3 separate regions of the Mus musculus genome follow, and regions 2 and 3 are each linked to region 1. Evidence: chromatin contacts called from public HiChIP or PLAC-seq data. All regions are on one chromosome and are shown on one strand. The core of a region is the stretch at or near the end of the contact, and the rest is flanking DNA. Distances in the headings are between cores, read along the strand shown.

The links. HiChIP or PLAC-seq counts read pairs in DNA pulled down with a chosen protein or histone mark.
Region 2: a contact with region 1 is called in an H3K27ac HiChIP or PLAC-seq map of embryonic stem cells, with 3 times the contacts expected there. The contact joins two enhancer-like sites. A contact is called at or near these places in 8 of 484 Hi-C or Micro-C datasets (LSK cells, bone marrow-derived macrophages, cerebral cortex and 5 more), 2 of 115 datasets of contacts at active chromatin or transcription factors (both in embryonic stem cells) and 1 of 9 other capture datasets (liver).
Region 3: an H3K27ac HiChIP or PLAC-seq map of embryonic stem cells shows a contact between it and region 1, with 3 times the contacts expected there. The contact joins the promoter of Rab3gap1 here to the enhancer-like site in region 1. A contact is called at or near these places in 6 of 39 promoter capture datasets (the C10 cell line, cranial neural crest, hippocampal neurons and 2 more), 2 of 115 datasets of contacts at active chromatin or transcription factors (embryonic stem cells and pancreatic cancer cells) and 1 of 9 other capture datasets (liver).

The regions. Positions count from the first base shown.
Region 1 is chr1:127,505,406-127,509,093 of GRCm38.p6, forward strand. The region is part of intron 5 of Tmem163 (transmembrane protein 163); the gene reads right to left. Among named protein-coding and RNA genes, the nearest start is that of Gm41947, 28 kb to the left of the region's middle. Within about 2 kb of position 2,111, at least 13 of the 459 cell types and tissues checked have an H3K27ac peak or open chromatin away from gene starts, as enhancers often do. A contact at or near this core is called in embryonic stem cells, where this site is marked.
Region 2 is chr1:127,902,890-127,906,577 of GRCm38.p6, forward strand. Rab3gap1 (RAB3 GTPase activating protein subunit 1) reads left to right here. Exons shown (of 24, transcript NM_178690.4): 7 at 783-948. Among named protein-coding and RNA genes, the nearest start is that of Rab3gap1, 36 kb to the left of the region's middle. Within about 2 kb of position 2,047, at least 27 of the 459 cell types and tissues checked have an H3K27ac peak or open chromatin away from gene starts, as enhancers often do. A contact at or near this core is called in embryonic stem cells, where this site is marked.
Region 3 is chr1:127,867,194-127,870,881 of GRCm38.p6, forward strand. Rab3gap1 (RAB3 GTPase activating protein subunit 1) reads left to right here and starts at 1,580. Exons shown (of 24, transcript NM_178690.4): 1 at 1,580-1,636; 2 at 1,732-1,787. The coding sequence starts at 1,619.

The sequences.
Region 1 (3,688 bases), core at 861-3,360:
CCCCGGCTGGTGGCTCTGTTTGGAAAGTTGTGGAATCTTTGCCATGGATCCTTGCTGGAGGAAGCAGATGACCAGGAGGACGCATTTGGGTTTTATAGCCTTTATGGCAGCGTGCCCAGCCATCTCACACTCCTGCCTCTGTGCCTTTGACACTGGGATGGTCTGTGTCCCTCTCAAACTGTGAGCCCAAACAAGCACCCCCCCAGGTTGCTTCGTATCAGGTGTTTTGTCACAACAAGAAAATAACCAATATAGGGCCTCACAGTGTAGCCTAGGCTGGACCTAGAAGTCACACTATAATCCATGCTGGCCTGGAACTCACAGTGTAGCCCAGGCTGGCTGGAAACTCACAAGGAACTCTCAGCCATCACCCTGTTCCAGCCTCTTGGGTATTATGGGTATAAACTACCGTGACCAATTACCCTGGAGTTATTTTTTTATAGTAATTTCCTCAAACACATTGGTGTACATTTAAAAATGAGCTTGAATTTAGAATGAATTCAAGTGCCAGCCCAGCTCCTCAAGTACCTAACTACAATTCCCACGTCTAGTAGGCTACTGGTTATTACGTCACAGAGCTATCACTGACCCTCCACTCTCCCCGCCGTCTTGCTGGACAGCACTTCTTAGAATCACGTGGGCTTTTCCCTTAGAACTTGACGTAAAGCAGCAGTGAGTTGTTAGTGAGTATAGACAGGTTTAAGACAGATCATGGCCAGGAAAATCGCCAAAAAGAATTAACCAGACAGGATCTGTGGCTTAGAACTCAGCAAGTCACAGGACTAAGAGGGTCATGACTAGTAATATCCTGCCTCCCAAGTGTACCTAGTGACTAAGGTTTTCAAGCATTATTACTCTATTTTATTTTATTTTATTTTATTTTATTTTATTTTACTTTATTTTTCTGAGACAGGGTTCATGCAGACCAGGCTAGCCTCAAACTCACTATAAAACAAGGGATGCCCCTGAACTCTAATCTTTTGGCTTCCATCTCTGGGATTGTCAGTAGGTGCCATCCTGTATGTTTTTTTATTGAGGTATAATTAATGTACATTTAATACAAAGATTACAAGGCTCGAAAGCTGGCTTAGTGGGTAGTTGGCGCTTGCTGCCAAGCCGAACCCTCTCCGAACTCAGTCCCAGCCCCATGAGAAAAGGAAAGGTCTGACTCCTGTAAGCTATCCTCTGATCTCCACACTCTCACAGTGGCGTGCACGCCCCTACACTAAAAATATTAAGCTATAATAAAACATTTGAACATAGATATTAGAGATTGACTCTTATTGTGACAGTAGTAAAACATAAATAAACCAACCAAAAAAAACCCAGAAAGTTCTCTCCCCCAGACACCCAGCAAGCTCCCTCATACCCTCACTTAACCCCACACAGTTGCTTTATGACTTCACGCACATATATTAATCCCTCCTGTCCTTGGATTTTATACAGTTGGCCACACAGTATGCGTGTTTCCATCAGAATTCTTTTATCATGTTCTGAGGCTCATACATGTTGCTGCAAGCTTCAGCCCCTTCTCCTGCGTGGTCTGATGTTTATTCTACTGGTCTCAGCACCTTCCAAAAAAAAGTTGGGGTTTTGGTTTTGGTTTTGGTTTTGGTTTTTTATAATTACATCTATGCTGCTTGTGCTTAAAGCACTTTTTCCCCATTTAGGTTCCCAGTGGAGAAATTGTTACTTCATGGAGCTAACAAATAGAAGGGCAGCCAAGAGGGCCTGTATTGGGATTCTCTAGAGAAGGGTAATGAGCGAGGGCACGCGCACGCACGCGCAGTTGATTAATCAAATTGCCGGCAGCCAGTCCAAGGGTGACCATCTGCACCTTTGTAAAGCTGAGAACCCAGTAGCTGAGCAGTCCATGAGGCCAGGTGACTCAGCAGTCCCTGTCTGGTGCTAAAGAAGCCCTGGAGGACTCCTGAAGAGCTGCGGGGCTTCAGCCTACAGTGGAAAGCTGAAGAAACTGGGTTCTGATGGTGGGGAAGGACGGTGGCAGGAGATTCATTTAACAGTAACAAGTGAAGGCCACCTGGGAGGCGGCACCACCCATTCTGAGACAGGGTCCTTTGTCTCAGTTAACCCTTCCTGGAAATTCCCTCACAGACCCACCCAAAGGTCAATTCCAGCTACAAGCCATCTGGCAATCAAGATTTAACCTCACAAGGTCTAATGCTGTCCCCTTATTTAGGAGACCAGGAGGTAAAGTCAGAGAGAAAAGAGCAAAGGTGGAGGCTTAGCTGTGCTTCCTCCATTGGGAGCTACAACAGACTCTTAGAAAGCTAGTCCAATCACAGAGTGAGATCTTGGCCATCAGGATATGTCCATGAAAATGTGCCTCTTCCAACTTGCTGGCTAATATGGAACATCACCCTCTCTCAGCATCCCACTCCCCCAAGATCCCTCCCATCAACACACAGGGTAAGGACATCTGATTGCATCTTCTCCATGACTTTCATCCATTCATATACTTCCATACATAGTAAAACATGGCCAACCTTTTGACATTGTAACACCATCTGTCATCTACAAAGTCCAAGCTGGAAAAAACACACAACGGAGTTAAAAAGGGAGGGAGGGAGGGAGGGAGAAAGGGAGGAAGGGAGAGAGAGAGAGAGAGAGAGAGAGAGGTGGGAGAGAGAGAGAGAGAGAGAGAGAGAGAGGAAAAATCTCATAATGTTTTAAGTGAGTAGAGTTTTATGTGGCCGCATTCATAGCTATCCTGTGGCACAGGCATGAGTTGCCAGGCACGCCAAGCAGCTGTTTCTAGCATCACCTTGCTGAGTCTCTCTGCAGTCCCAGGCACCACTCCTGTTTTCCCCAGACAGCTGCATCTCTGAGCCTTTGTATTCATGCCGCTGCTCACAGGAAAACCTTGTGTCAAAATGAAATTATTTCAATAGTGTGTGCCAGTTGTCACCTCCCATGCGGGGCTTATTCTTTATAGGAGGTGACAGTAACAGTTGCAACACTGGGACACGATGAACTATAGCTACTAACATCAGATGGAGGCCGGATCTGCCACCCTTCCCCTGTTGACCCCCGCTTTCCTGTTCATAGGATGTGAGATGGTGAGAGGGGACTCTGGAGGCTCGCTTGCTTATGCCTGCAAAAAGGCGTCCTTTGCCTTCCTAATGAGGACAGATTTCAAACCGTTCCGACACTGCATGTGTCAGAGTGCCACCAGGGCGATGCTGGTGCCGGCTGAATAATGCATGAGAATCGATTTATGGCCCCAGGTGAAATTAAAACAGTCATTCTCATCTTCAGAACTTTTCGTCACCACCCTCCCCCGCCCCCTCAGATGTGTGGAAATCACACTAAGCACAAGCCTCATCCCTCCCCCACCCCCAGTGATTAAATTATATATTGACAAATTACTCTGTGCTCCCATTCGAAGGCCTGGAATTTTGTAAGTTAGCATCAGACCATGTGGAAGTCAGGATGTTGAACACTGATGCCTGGATCAGTGGTAATAAAAAGGGAATACTGGGGGTATTCCTTTAAGTGGCTAAAGACCGACTGGGTCATGCTAGTCCTGACATTTTCTGGTCAGGCTGATAGGTCCTGCTGAGTATAGAGAGGAGAGTAGGTGCCAGCTTCCTGGGGTCCATGGAACTGAGATGGATGCCAGGGTCACAGGACGCCTCAGAGAAAGACACCGGCTTGCCAGCAAAGG
Region 2 (3,688 bases), core at 797-3,296, 400 kb after region 1:
TTGTATTATATCAATCATTGTTCCTAAGGGGAAATGCATAGGTTCTCATGCGTTTTTGGTCACATTCTTATCAACTCTATACTTTATGACTTTATTTCATGTATGTCTCTGTTTAAGGGTGTCATTTTATGCTCCTGTATGTTAATATATATTGCTGATCCACTGAGATTGAGCTCATAGCCAACTCATGGAAGCTTGTAACTCATGTTTGAATGAATCATTTTTTACACATTTCTTCTGTCTGTAAGACATATGACAGCCTTCTGGCTCTTAGGAACACTGCTTGCTTTCAGATCCACCTAGATCATCAAAGGACACTTACTTTTTTATAGTCTGAGAGTTGAGACAGGAAGGTGAATCATTACCTAATTTGAGTTCATCTGAAACATTAACTTAGAGACTCAGCATCTTTCTGCACTGCAGATCTGCACATACTCTGTACTGCTAGTGTTGTTTTGGGGGTTACAGATGCAGTTTTAATTTACAGAAACAGAAACCTGTGAATGGTGAAAATTAACTCTACCTTTAAATGATAAAGAAATACTTCACAGAGTTGGTTTTAAAGTTTTTTTCTTTTGCTAAAGTGCCAATAGGCTTCATCAGTTTGTTAGGGTAAGGAGAGGAGAAGCTAAGTGTATCTTTGTAATGAATGGGAATCTGTATTCTTCCTATAGAGATTGAAAATATCTGACATTAAATAAACAGGACAGTTTTGAGGTTTAGGATATTTACTGTTTAATGAGTGAGCCTAATTTCTGCTCCTTTTTACCCATATTCTTTAGCCAGGTACCACTGTTTGTCCAAATACATCACAAATGGCGACGAATGTACATGGGAGAATGTCAAGGTCCTGGTGTTCGTACTGACTTTGAAATGGTTCATCTTCGAAAAGTGCCAAGTCAGTACACTCATTTGTCAGGCCTGCTGGACATCTTCAAATCCAAAATTGTGAGTTGACGTTGGTGGTGTCAGTCTTATTTGGAATAAAATAAAAGCAGTTTGGTAATTTGAGTATATAGAAATTTTCTATCATCAATTATGTAATAAATTGTAATCAAACTTGATTAGCAAACTGAAATAAATTATGTAAGTTAAATTTATGATTTTATATATTAGTTAAAAAATTAATTGAGTTGGAGAGATGACTCAGCAGTTCTTCCAGAGGCTTTGGCTTCCATTCCAGCACCCACAGGGTGGCTCTCAGTCTTTTGTAACCCCAGTTCCAGGGACTCACTCCAGTGTCCTCTTCTGACCTCTGAGGGCACCAGACACACATGTGGTGCACAGGTACACATGCAGCAACCCCCCCATAAACCTAAAATATAAAAAGAAAAGGAAAATGAATTGAAAAGAAAAAACCAACTGATATTGCATTTTTCTTTAGTGTGACCCACTCAGGAGGACGCATCTGAGCAGTGTTTCTGTCTGGATGTTTAACATAAATAGAAATGTGTAAAATGTGTAAAAGCAACCGCTTATTTCCAAAGTTGAACTTTTTTAACAGAGTAATTGGTCTAGACTCATGAAATAAACGCTGCAGCTGTTTAGATTAAAGAAGGTGAATGAGATGACTGCCGCGTACAGTGAATGGTTTTTACTCGATCAAGGCAGAGCAGACAGGGAAGACCTGGTTTAGGATTGTTGGGATAGTTTTAATATGTACTGAGTATTTAAAAATTAGTGTTGATGTTAGATTTCTTGTGTTAAACATTGAAGCTGCATAGGAAAACATCCTTCTTAAGTAGTTGCTGAGGTACTGAGAAGTGAACTAACTGCCTTGGTGATTACACATTTTAAAGGGTTCAGGAAAAAAATACACGTGGAGGGGAGGGTTCTGTGCCACAGAACTTGGTACAAGTCATGTGAGTGTTGATTATATTCATTTTCCAACTTTGCAAGGTTTTATTATTTTAAAAAGGAATTTCTCTGTTTTAAATAGGTATTGTTTGTTAGGATTAGAACTTGATTAGAAAAGCACGGAACCAGAGGTTTGGCTTAGTGTAGTAGAAAGCCTGCCTAGCATGCATGAGAGTCTTTGTTCTATCTCCAGTGCTGTGGTGGTTTGAATGAGAATAGCCCCCATGGGCTCTTGTGTTTAAATCTTGATCCCCAGTTAGTGCAGTCTGAGAAGAATTAGGAGGTGTCCTATTTGAGAGGAATGTCACTGGAGGTAGGCTTTGAGGTTTTAAAAGCCCATGCCAGGCCAAGTGTCTTTTTCCATTCTCTGCCTACTGCCTGCAGATCAGGATGTAAAGCTCTCAGCCAGGGAGGGATAGGGCTCCGCTGGCCAGCCTGTTTGCCAGCATGCTTCCCTGCCATGATGTTACAGATTAACCCTCTGAAACAGTAAGCAAGCCCCAGTTACTTGCCTCCCTTTGTAAATTGCCTTAGTCATGGTGTCTCCACAGCAATGAAACAATAACTAAGAACATTCCCAGTACTATAAAAAGGAAGAATTGAAGCTTGGAAGGAGGCAGGCTGCCTGGCCAGCCAAACTCAAATCCATCTGAAATACAGGATAGGAATTTTAAAGTCAGGTCTTCTTTTTATCATTTATTTTTTCTTAACATAATCTTTTGTGGTTGTCTCAATTAAAAATCAGTCTTGGAAACATTTGATGTATGTAGTAACTTTGTTACCCAAGTCTTCTGGGCTCTGAAATCTGAACTATCTAATTCTGTATATAATATGGTGGGAATTTTTTTTTTTTTTTGAAAAGCCCAACTTTGTGTTGATTTCTCTTCATTTCCTTTTTTTTTTTCTTTTTAAACATCAGAAGTATTTAATTAGCATTTTGTGAAATTTCTGGTCTGATGCCAATATTTATAATCTTATCCCTTCTTTTTTTGGTTTTTCCAAGACAGAATTTCTCTGTGTAGCCCTGGCTGTCCTGGACTTGCTTTGTATACCTGACTGGCTTTGAACTCACAGAGATCTGCCTGTCTCTGCCTCCCAAGTGCTGGGATTAAAGGCATACCTCACCATACCTGGCTTCTTGTTTCTTTTTTAATGGTCAGAAGTAATTTCTCTTTTCTTTTTGTAACTAAAACTTTATTGTAAAAAAGCCTTCAAAAATCTTATTCCTTTTAAGAAATAGTAATGAACATTTTCAGATATTTTTGTATTACTTCTGTGTAGCTCAACATTTCTCTTTGGAAACTTCTATTTTAAAGAGACTGTCTTGATGTGTGAAGCCTAACTTAGATTTTGGCTGTCAATAGCTGAGGTTTTAAATGAAAAGCATTGTTAGTTTACCATGTCACCTCTCAGCCTTTCACAGTTTTAAAGAACTCTTGATGGTTGGCTTCTCTCAAAATTGATCTGAGAAAATTGAAGTTAAGGTAGTTGAGCACTGTAACGTTTTCTTCATAGTTAAAGCTGTCCACATCTTTATAAAATTACCCTTTAACTGTCACCTGAGATAGAGTAGCTGATTTCATTTCATAGAGCACTAACTTTTAGGAAAGAGTTCCTGTTGATGGGCCCAGTTTTGCCATTTGCTGTCACATAAAGTACAGCTTTAAATCTCTTCCACCATACTACTAAATATTTGAACCTTCTCAGTGCTTTTCCTTTTCAACTTTAATATGTTTAGTTATTTCATGTTCCTTATAAATCATGGTTTTATAATTTAATAGCTAATTTGTATATTTGTTTTAGAACTATACTTTTTGCCTATTCTTTTTAA
Region 3 (3,688 bases), core at 330-2,829, 360 kb after region 1:
TCTCAGAGTATATGTAACTTGTATGATGTTGTTTGGTTTTGTTTATTTTTTGTTTTGTTTTTCAAGACAAGAGTTTCTCTGTGTAACAGAGCCCTGGCTGTCCTGGTCTCACTTTGTAGGCCAGGCTTGCCTTGAATTAACAGAGATCTGCCTGCCTCTGTCTCCTGAGTGCTGGGATTAAAGGCATGCACTTCCATGCCTGGCTGCTTTTTAAAACAATAAGTTTAGTTGTATAGATTTTCTTTTCCTGGGGTTAGGAAAGGAGACAGTGGGTTTAAGGATCTTGGTCAGTGTTTATGAGTTGTAAAGTTTGAACAAGAGCTGAGGATGTAGTTCTGTTGGTAGAGCTTTTGCCTAGCATGCATGGTCCTCGCTTCTGTCTTTACCACCACACCATACAATCCAAGACGGTGCTACATGACTGCAGTCAGGATACTCAAAAGGAGGCAAGAGGATCAGAATTCCAGTTCGCTCTTCTCACCACAAGGCGTGTGAGGCTGGCTTATGAACCCTATCTCAAGAACAAAACCAAGGGCTTGAGAGATGGCTCAGTGGTTAAGAGTGCTCTTCCAAAGGTTCTGAGTTCAAATGCCAGCAATCACAAGGTGGCTCACAACCATCTGTAATGGGATCTGATGCCCTTTTCTGGTATACTCATATACATAAAATAAATATACTCATACACATTCTAGTGTAATCATATACATAAAATGAATAAATAAATCTAAAAAAAAACCCATTTGAATGAAAACTCAAAGAGGTTTTTAAATACAATTGTGACCATGCATATCTAGGGTCTTTGCCATATAGGACTACATATGCCCCAAGATATTTATGAATGTAGCCCAATACATCTGTGGATGTGAATGTCATGTAACAATTTCAAAATGTTCATCAGTTTGTTTTTGTTTTTTGTTGTTGTTGTTTTTTGTTTGTTTGGTTGTTTTTTTTCTTCCGAGACAGGGTTTTTCTGTGTAGCCCTGGCTGTCCTGGAACTCACTTTGTAGACCAGGCTGGCCTCGAACTCAGAAATCTGCCTGCCTCTGCCTCCCGAGTGCTGGGATTAAAGGTGTGTGCCACCACGCTCGGCTCATCAGCTCTTCTTGAGTCTACAAAATACTCTTATTATTTTTACTTTTAATTCTTTAAACAATACTTGTTAATTTTATTTCATGTGCATGAGTGTTTCGTCAGCATGTAAATCTGTTTGTGCAGCACGTGCATGCCTGGTGTCAGTCGAGGCCAGAAGCAGGTACAGGATCCCTTTGGACTGAAATCACAAATGGTTGTGAACTGCTATGCAGGTGCTGGAAATCGAACATAGGTCTTGTGAAAGCGCAGCGGGTAGTCTTAACTGCACAGTTATCCCTCTAGCCCCAACAGAATTTTAAAAAAAATATTACTAAACCACCTTGAAGAAGAGCGTATGCCACACTAAGATCTTTCTGTCTGGAGGAAAAAGGTCTTCCCACCTTCCAGCAGGCCCTTTGTAGGCGGGCCCGCTTCGGGGCCCCACCCACCACCCACCGAGGCCCCGCCCACGGCCACTCAGTGCCCTCCTCCTAGCTCCCTTCTTCCCGACAGCCTTCGCGCGGGGCCTGACGCTCCGCTCCGCAAGATGGCGGCGGACAGTGAGGTGAGTTCTGCGCCCTGGGTGCCTCTGTCACAGAGTTCTGCCGCCGACGTCAGTGGCCCGCAGCTTACTGTCTGTGCTCTTCTCTGTCCCCGCAGCCCGAGTCCGAAGTGTTTGAGATCACAGACTTCACCACAGCCTCGGAGTGGGAGAGGTGAGTAGTGTGTTTGGTCCTGTCTGGCCCCGGGCGGCATCACACAGGTGACGCTGGTTCGGAGGGAGACGCCCACGCTTCGTCTCTTCTTCCGCGCCACGGCAACTTTGGCTTTTTCCGCATCAATCATACAGACAGGTCAGACCAACCTTCAGACTCCGCCTTTAAAACAAGTTGTGTTGACTTCCAGATCACTTCCCTGGCACAGAAAACCATTTCCGAGGTCGTCCCCGGGTCTTATGCTTTCATGTCAATTTGCCTCAGTTGTCATCAAAGCCGTCAGCTAAGCAGCTGCTGTGTTTTCTTCCTGTGTTTATTGGAAGAGACTTTTAGCGTACCGATGACTGTTCATCTGTCATCCTCTTACCATCGTTATCCTGTCTTCGAGAAATTAAAAAATTAAAATTCTACTATTTCATACTTATAAATAGTATGTTTACATACGTCTTTGGAATGTTTTGATTCACAGCGTTACATTTTAAACTTGGTCCTGTGCCCAGACTTCCCGAGCTTGTCAAATTCAGATGAACAACTGCATTAAGGCGAACATGTTTTATCACCTGAGTGAGTTGAAAACTAAGTTTGTTGGCTTGATAGCTAGCTATTGAGGTTATTGTTGCAGTGCTTGTAGGCTTTACAAATGTGTGGCTCTCATATCAGTTGGTGGCATAGGAAGATATAAAAGATCTTTGAAATAGTAGTTTGACTTGTGTTCCCATCCCCACACTTCATCGAGTCAGTAAGACTTAACACACTAGCAAGACTTTATGAGGAAGTACTGTGTGCCCTGAACTATCCTAAGATCAGGGAAATCTATATACCTTTTAAAAACTCCAACAAATAGTTAAAATGTAAGCCAGTTGGTACTAACTACAAAGAACTAGTTAAGTAGGGAAAACGTGGACTACAAAATTGTTGGAGACATTTTTGTAGGGAAAAGATAGGAAATGCCTGCTTTGAAATTGGGGAGGGAAATGGAAGCTGGGTGACGTGGCACCTGTGTATAATAGTGACTACTGGCAAGGCTGAGGCGGATCACTTGAGCTAAGGAATTAAGACCAGCCTGAGCAATCTAAGAGGTACTGCCTTAAGAAAGGAAAGGGAAAATGGTTCAGGGTTTGGTTAAACATGAGAAGGGACTGACATTTCGAGACAAGTAAGTGAGGAATTATCACTGGGAAATAAATAAAAATGATACAGTGAGATCAGTTTCCAAAGCCAAGGCAGAGGCGTCGAGAGTTGGTGCACTTGACTAAAAACTCTCCAACTTGACTGTGCATCAGAACCTGCTGGTCTCGGTTCTCAGTGTTTCCCATTAGGTTTTAGGTCCAATCCCCAAATTTGCTTTTCTAACATGGTCCCAGGTAATACAGATGCCAGCAGGTCAGAAGACCATATTTAGAAAGCACTGCTGCTTAAAGTGGCAAGAGCTTTTGATCCTATGGTGCAAGGATTGTTTGGTTTAAGTTGTTACATTGTGGTAAAATGAAGTAAGCAGTTTACATTGATTCATAAAGTGGAACTGTAATTAGTTGGATAGAGTGAACTAGATTTAGGTAGATGAGCTTAATGTAAGTCTGAGGGGAAAGGCTCAATTATGAAACTTCAGGTTCATGCCTAAACGAAAAGATATGTATCAAGAGTGCTCTTTTGGGCACATTGACTGTAAAGTTGATATTTTGAAGGTAGTTAGAAAATGATGGTCTTGGAGGGTGAGTGGTAAGAAGACATTAATGATTAGTGTTTAGAATGGAAAAATGGCCATTTTCCCTGGTTAAATAGTTTAAAATTTCCTGAGGGGTGCTGGGGCGATGCTTAGCGGTTAAGAGTTCTGTACATTCTTCCAGAAGACCCAGATTCAATTCTCAGCACCCACATGGCAGCTCACAACTGTCTAAAAC